Regions from separate parts of the Sus scrofa genome. Here region 2 is linked to region 1. A link is a contact called in public HiChIP or PLAC-seq data. All regions are on one chromosome and are shown on one strand. The core of a region is the stretch at or near the end of the contact, and the rest is flanking DNA. Distances in the headings are between cores, read along the strand shown. Region 1 overlaps VWA8 (von Willebrand factor A domain-containing protein 8). Region 2 holds the start of RGCC (regulator of cell cycle).

Region 1 (3,704 bases), core at 406-2,905:
GCCACGATGGGAACTCCAAATCCGGTGACATTTTTGCAGGACACTAACAGCATCTTTTGTGTCCTGAGGCCTGAGGTCACCAAATACCTTAAGATTTTAGGGGAAAACAATTCTTTCTCTCCCGTGGTTCCTGGTCTTGGTCATGGAGAGTAATGATGTCTTATTTCTTCATTTTCAGATAACCATCAACAGAGAGAGCGGTGAGGACGTGAGCTCCCCCAAACACGGGAAGGTGGATCCAGACAACGTGCCGCACATAGGTGGCAATACTTGGGCAGGTGGCACAGGTTGGTAGCAGGGCATTCTCCTGGGTTGGGCTTCCGGAGACTTCACATGCCCATGTGGACAGCCCATCACCCCAACAAGTCTCGGCAACCAGCTTGTTTGCTCTGTCTCCCCCGTTAATCAGTTGGAACGTGCTCGTACCCTCTGTCCCAGCCTGACATCAAGACACAGGAGGGCACAGTGGTAACAAACCAGACTAGGATCCATGAGGACACGGGTTCCATCCCTGGCCTTGCTCAGTGGGTCAAAGCATCCAGTGTGGCCGTGAGCTGTGGTGGTCGTAGACTCAGCTCGGACCCTGCATTGCAGTGGCTGTGGCTTAGGCCAGCAGCTGTAGCTCCGATTCAACCCCTAGCCTGGGAACTTCCATATGCTGCAGGTGCAACCCTGAAAAAAAAAAAAAAAAGACATGGGAAAACCCTGACATTGGGGGTCCTGCTGACTCTGCTCCCCTCTGACCTAAGAAGGCTCTGACCCTCCAAAAAAGGGGGATAATAACTGCCTCACAAGGTTGTGGTGAGGATGAAATGAGATTATGAGGGTGAAGCCTGAGCTCAAGACCTGGCATGAAGAGTGTCTTCATTCAAAGTGTTAATCCCTTCTTTTCAATCCCTGGGGATCGTGGCAGACATCTACACAGTAAATTCTTTCTTGACCAACTGACTTTGAAAAGAAGTGGTCCATGGAGTTCCCGTCGTGGCGCAGTGGTTAACGAATCCGACTAGGAACCATGAGGTTGCGGGTTCGGTCCCTGCCCTTGCTCAGTGGGTTAACGATCCGGCGTTGCCATGAGCTGTGGTGTAGGTTGCAGATGCGGCTCGGATCCCGCGTTGCTGTGGCTCTGGTGTAGGCCGGTGGCTACAGCTCCGATTCAACCCCTAGCCTGGGAACCTCCATATGCTGTGGAAGCGGCCCAAGAGATAACAACAACAACAACAACAACAACAAAGACAAAAAGACAAAAAAAAAAAAAAAAAAAAGAGGTCCTTGCTCCCCATATCTCACAAGTGAGTATATTGAGGATACAGGACTCTAAGATAAGAGGGATGGTTGCAGAGTTCCCGCTGTGGTTCTGCGGGAAGGAACCTGACTAGTATCCGTGAGGATGCAGATTCAACCCCTGACACCGCTCAGTGGGTTAAGGATCTGGCGTTGCCGCAAGCTGCGGTGTCGGTCACAAATGCAGCTCAGATAGATGAGCGTTGCTGTGGCTGTGGCTGTGGCCCGTGGTTGTGGTCTGAACTGATGGCGGGGGGGCCGGTCCTTCCTCTTGGCTGCCCGGCGAGAGCATTGTTCCCAGGACTGCTCCCTTCCTCTTTCCTCCGAGACAGCTGGACCAGACACATCTGCGGGGCCGCAGGAATAGGGCCAGACGGTGTGCGCACACACTGTCTGATCTTATCTCGGCCGGGAGTCGCGCTGGCCTGGGCTCCCCCTCCTCGCCTTCCCTGAGGATGGTCTGTGCCTCTTGGCCTTCACAGCCTCAGGAGGAAATGGGTTTCTGTGCTGGGACAATGTGCTATCAAATAAGCCCGTGGGCTTCTTGCCTGCTCTGTTTATTCATCCAGCATCGGCTTGAAAGAAAGGGTATTTTTAGAAATGTCCTTTGATCTGGAAGTTAGTGTCAAGCCAGCAAGATTTAATCCGAGTGGAATGCACTGTGGGCCGAGCTGGCCAGATGCAGGATTCCCGGTGAGCTCTGCTGGAACGGAGGTTCTTGCTTATTCGTCTGCGTGTATCCACCAGCTCACCTATCTGTCCAGGCTGAAGACTCTGCTTTTGTGTCCCCCAGCCTTTATTTATTTATTTATTTATAATGTCTTTTTTTGCTTTTTTTTTTTTTTGCTTTTTGCTTTTTGCTTTTTAGGGCCACACCTGCAGCATCCGGAAGGTCCCAGGCTAGGGGTCGAATGGGAGCTACAGCTGCCGGCCTACACCCCAGCCACAGCAATGCAGGATCCCAGCCATGTCTGCAACCCACACCACAGCTCATGGCAATGCCGGATCCTTAACCCACTGGGCAAGGCCAGGGATCGATCCTGAGTCCTCATGGATGCTAGTCAGGTTCGTTACCACTGAGCCACAATGAGAATTACCCCCCCCACCACCACCACCACCCCCGCTTTTATTTTTCTATTGCTCAGGGCTCTTTGGCTTCAAATTTTTTGTCTCTCTGCCCCTTAGCTCTGGACCAATGAGTCATTTGGTTCCTCTTTCATCCTCAGAACCCCTCTACTCTATTGCCTTTCTCCCCGTTATCAGATGAACAGATTCGAGATGCCCAAGTTCAGCTTCAAGGTTATACCTTGATGTCCAGAATCTCTGGCAAGCATTTTCATTTAAGTGGTACCAGTTCAAGGCTCTTGGACGTGGAGGCCATGGAGAACCCTCTTCTTAGGCCCTCTCCACCCCAGTGTGACCTTGCCAAGGGACCTTGCTTTTTCATGTCCACTATCACTCACATCAGCCTCTAAACAGGCGTGGGTCCTTTCCCTCTTTCACACAAAACCGTATCATCTCAGTGTCTGGGAAGTTTTAACCTCTAGTTTGAGATCCACCCATACCTAAGGAGAGCCTCCAGCAGGAAGGAAGTCAGGTCACAGTAACAGCTTTTCCAGCCTCTCTATCTCATCATCATTGTCCAGTGACCGGTCCCTCTGCCTATGGGCTCTCCTTGAGTGAGAACCAGGGACAAACCTGCGTCCTCATGGACACCAGTCGGGTGCGTGTCCAGGAATCACACACGCTGAGATGGAATTTTCCACCACCAAGCTCTAAATGAAAACGAAATTAGATGTGCTCAAATCAAAGGATAAAAATACTGTAATGGATAGGCTGTTCTCACTGTATTTCCCAAAAGGAAATGACCTACCTGGACTTTGATAAGGGAAGCTGTGCACACTGAGTTCTTGCTTTTAACTTCTTCCACTGATGAAGGCTTCAAAGGAGAAAAGAAAAATGTAGCAGCATTTAACCAAAGCCACAAAGCTTTCAAAATTTCCACTTTAGGAGTTCCCATCATGGCTCAGCAGGATACAAACCCAACTAGTATCCATGAGGACCAAGGTTCGATCCCTGGCCTTGCTCAGTGGGTTAAGGATCCGGCGTTGCCATGATCTGTGGCTTAGGCCGGCAGCTACAGCTCTGATTCGACCCCTAGTCTGGGAACTTCCACATACTGCAAATGCGCCCCTGACAAAAAAGATGGTCAGAGCAACCATTTACATAGCTCTTATCTGGGGCCAGCCTCGTGACAGTCCCACAAAGTAAATAATATGAGTATCCCCATTTTACAGATCAAGAGACTGAGACACAGAGGCGTTAAGAAACTTCCCTTGAGGACACATGACTAGTGCATTGGAGCCAGGATTCAAACTCAGGGTATCTGACTTTATACAATCCTCTACGATATAATGCTA
Region 2 (3,550 bases), core at 616-3,115, 95 kb after region 1:
AAAGTGGTCTCTCTCTCTCTCTTTTTTTTGTTTGTTTTTTGTTTTGTTTTGTTTGCTCTTTAGTTCCCATGCTAGGTCAAATCAGAGCTGCAGCTGCCAGCCTACGCCACAGCCACTCAGGATTCAAGCTGCATCTGCAACCTATGCTGCAGCTCATGGTAACGCCAGATCCTTAACCCACTGATGGAGGCCAGGGATGGAACCCACATCTTCATGAATACTCGTCAGGTTCTTAAGGACTGAGACACAATGGGAATTCTCAGTAGTCCCTTTTCTTGACAAGAGGGTTTAGGATGGAGAGTCCCTAGGGTAGACTCCACTATGAGAAATGCCACCAGGAAGCAGCTCTGGACCCATCTGCTCCCTGCCCCTCCCCCTGCAGCCTGGGTGGGTGGGTGGGGTGGGGTCAGAGCCAGCAGTCCCAGTGATGGGCCTGCCTGAAGGATGAGGGACACTTTCTAAATACTTGAACTCCGCAGTGCCAAGGATTCTTTCAAAACTGCGGGCAATGGAGCAACAAGCCTGGGAGCTCAGGGCCAGAAGAAAGTGCAAGAAGTCATTTCAAAAATCCCAAGGACGGGAGCTTATGAAACTTTTCCTGGTTTCACAAATATTTCCATATGGTACCCTCCCATGTCTCCTCTGACCCCATTCTTGTGGCACTTGCTCCACGCCCTCTGAAGACACTGCTGAGAGGCGGGTGGAGGGGAAAGGAGAGGAGGAGAAGGAGCTGTGACGAGCCCTGGCTCCGGTCCCAGGAGTCCTGCCTGGCTGCGTCTCAGGCAAGCCCTTACAGTCTCCTGCTTCCTGACATCTGCAGGCGACAGATAAACCAGCCTGCCCTCCAAGAGCCTTCGGGGACCAACCTCGGGGGTCTGGTCTCCGCTGAACCCGCCGCCCTGGAGGCTCCTAGCGTCCTAGAGAATCGGTTTACAACTAAGCAAACCGAGCCCGCGAGGCCAGGCTCTCCTCGGTGGGCCGAGTACAGCGGAGTCCCCAGGATTCTGACATCTTCCCTGGCCCGGGCCACACTTACTCTCCGAGTCGCTGAAGCCACTGCTGTCGCTGACACTGGCGCTGCTCCGCCGTTTCATGCGCTCCAGGTGCTCCTCGTAGTGGAAGTGGCGCTCGTGGAACGGGGACGCGAAGTCGGCCAGCACCGCGTCAAACTCACACAGCGCGTCCGTCAGGTCCCCGGCGGCAGCCGAGTCCAAGGCCGGGGCTGGGGCAGGGACCGCGGGCTCAGGTGAAGGGGGTGGGGGGGGCCGCCACCGTTCCCCGAGGATCGCTAACCAACACTCGCTGCGCGTTTGCCCGGGGACAGCCACGCTGTCGCTGCCCGCTGCTGGCTGTTACCCTTTACGACTCTCCATCACCCCCTAAAGCGCTCTCTACTATCCACCCATTTTAGAGCTAAAGAAACTGAGCTTCCGCTGGAAAAGTTGCCGGCCAAAGGTCACGGAGCCCACCGACACAGCCCACCTCTCCCACACTCTGTCGGGTACTTGTCCCCCCCGCTCACTCCCCGGTGGCGGTGGGAGGACTGAGTCAGGATGCGCCCGTGACGTGTCGGGCTGGCATCCCCAGCCCCGCGTGGAGAGGCGGCTGAACCCTCCCGGGGCAAGTCCCCCCCACCCACCCCGGGGAGGCTGGGGGAAGGGTGTAAAGGGACTACGCGGGATCCCCTTGCTTCAGCCCCCAACTCTCAAAGGCCCGGCCTTTAAGGCGACCCCCACTCACCTGCGGCCGCGGCGGCCGCGGGGCTGCCCTGTGCCGCGGGCGGCTTCATGGGCGGGCTCGGCCCGGCGCGCGTTGTGGGTTCCTGCGAAGTCTGGGCGCGGGGATCGTGCAGATGCTCCCGCTGCCCCGTCTCCTGGCCGCGCTCCTGCTCTGCCCGTCCGCTCCACTGGCCGCACTCCCGCCGCGCGGTTGCCTACACCGCCCGCCCTCCCGCTCTTTCCCCGGCCGCCGCCACCCGCCGCCCCAGGTCTTATAGCCGCCGGCGGGGGCGGGGCGGGGCGAGGCGGGGCGGCGCCGCGGGAGCTGGGCCTCCGGGTCAGTCCCCTCCGCTGCGCCAGGAGACGCCCCTGTCCCCCAGGCACCGCCCTCGCCACGCGCCCTCCCGGGAACCGCAGTGACGCGGAGTCCGGGTTACAGTCCCAAATATTTACCCGGCGCTTTCCCCGCGTGCCCTGACAACGCGACCTACGAAAGTGGCTTTGGTGTCACCAGAGCCCCAAAGACTTGAAGGCTGGTGCTCGGCTGCTTCCCGCCCTGTGCCCTTAAGCTCCTCGCGCCTCAGTTTCGTCGTCTGTGCAATGGAAATCCTGATCCTCCGGGGTTTGTGGCGAAGAATAAAGTGGCCAAAAGCCGAGGAAGACCCAGACCCGTGTGGGGACGCAGGGGGCGGTCCCCCGCGCCTCCTGTCCCCATCGTCTCCAGGGACTCGAGGGTTGTGGGCAGATGGAGTGGACAGAGCCCGCGGCCAGAGGGACAGAGGTCGGTGGTGCCACGTCCTTATGAACCCTTAGCCGCTCCCATCCCGAAGCCCGGAGCCTGACTCCACTCCTGGGCGTTCACACCAGCCCCGACTTTATGCGGAAAGAGTTTGTTAGGGAAAGAAATCCCTGCGTAGATGCAGCGCGAACGCGGCGCGTCTCTGTGTCCCACACTGAGTCACCCCGCCCAGCCGCCTGGCGGGGCACCAGTCGTAATGGTGAAAGCCCTTGCGCTTGCCGCAGGTGGCTTCTTCCATACAAAGCAATCAAAATAAACCCCTTGAAAAATTCGGTCCCTCGGGTGTACTAGACACACGTCAAATGCCCGACAGTCATCATGCTCTTGGACCTGGCTGCCAGGGTCTCTGACCCACAAACTGGCTTTAGAGGGAAGCCAGGCATCTTAGCCAGGGTATCAAGGGCTTCCTGGGTCAGGTCTTGGCAGGCACTTTTGCCAGGTCCGCAGTAACCTGGAGAAGCAGCACTGCTGCTTGTTTAGGAGTGAAGCTGAGGCACAGAGAGGCTAAGTAGCACACGAGTCCCACAGCAATGGAAAGGCCCATCTGTTTGGCTTCAGAGACAACACAACCTCGCTTTCTGCCCAGCGGAAGGCAAACAGAGCAGACAGGAGGAAGAGGCTCCAAATAAGGGAGCAGATAACCCAGGTCCTTGAAGCAACAAGGCAAGGCCTGGGCGTCTTTTTCTCTTCTTTTCCCCACCTCCCTTATTAAAACTCTTTTTTCTGTCTTTCCCTCCCTCCTGCTCTCTGACTTGCTGCGGTGCCCACTGGGGATGCCAGGAGCCAAGAAAGCAGCAACCGATCTGGGAGCTGAGGCCAGGGCGCTGCCCTCCAGAGGCAGCTCTCCCTCCTTGGCCAAGGTAGGGTGCAGGGTGCTGGATGCCCCAGCCCAGCTCTTGCATGATGGCTCAGGAACCCTCTCAGCTAAAGAATCGGTTAAGCTGATCTTCAAAAGAACCTACAGAACAGCCTCACTTTTTAGCAGCCATGCCAGTTTACTAAGACAGTGACAATGCAGTTCACCAGGAGAGGT

Evidence for each region. HiChIP or PLAC-seq counts read pairs in DNA pulled down with a chosen protein or histone mark.
Region 2: a contact with region 1 is called in an H3K27ac HiChIP or PLAC-seq map of skeletal muscle, with 5 times the contacts expected there. The contact joins the promoter of RGCC here to the enhancer-like site in region 1. A contact is called at or near these places in 1 of 5 promoter capture datasets (liver), 6 of 47 Hi-C or Micro-C datasets (alveolar macrophages, fetal liver, heart right ventricle and 2 more) and 2 of 2 datasets of contacts at active chromatin or transcription factors (alveolar macrophages and skeletal muscle).

The regions. Positions count from the first base shown.
Region 1 is chr11:25,400,141-25,403,844 of Sscrofa11.1, forward strand. It overlaps VWA8 (von Willebrand factor A domain-containing protein 8), which reads left to right. Exons shown (of 48, transcript XM_021065625.1): 38 at 179-287. Among named protein-coding and RNA genes, the nearest start is that of RGCC, 94 kb to the right of the region's middle. Within about 2 kb of position 1,656, at least 11 of the 83 cell types and tissues checked have an H3K27ac peak or open chromatin away from gene starts, as enhancers often do. A contact at or near this core is called in skeletal muscle, where this site is marked.
Region 2 is chr11:25,494,558-25,498,107 of Sscrofa11.1, forward strand. RGCC (regulator of cell cycle) reads right to left here and starts at 1,866. Exons shown (of 5, transcript NM_001244227.1): 1 at 1,741-1,866; 2 at 1,037-1,222. The coding sequence starts at 1,789.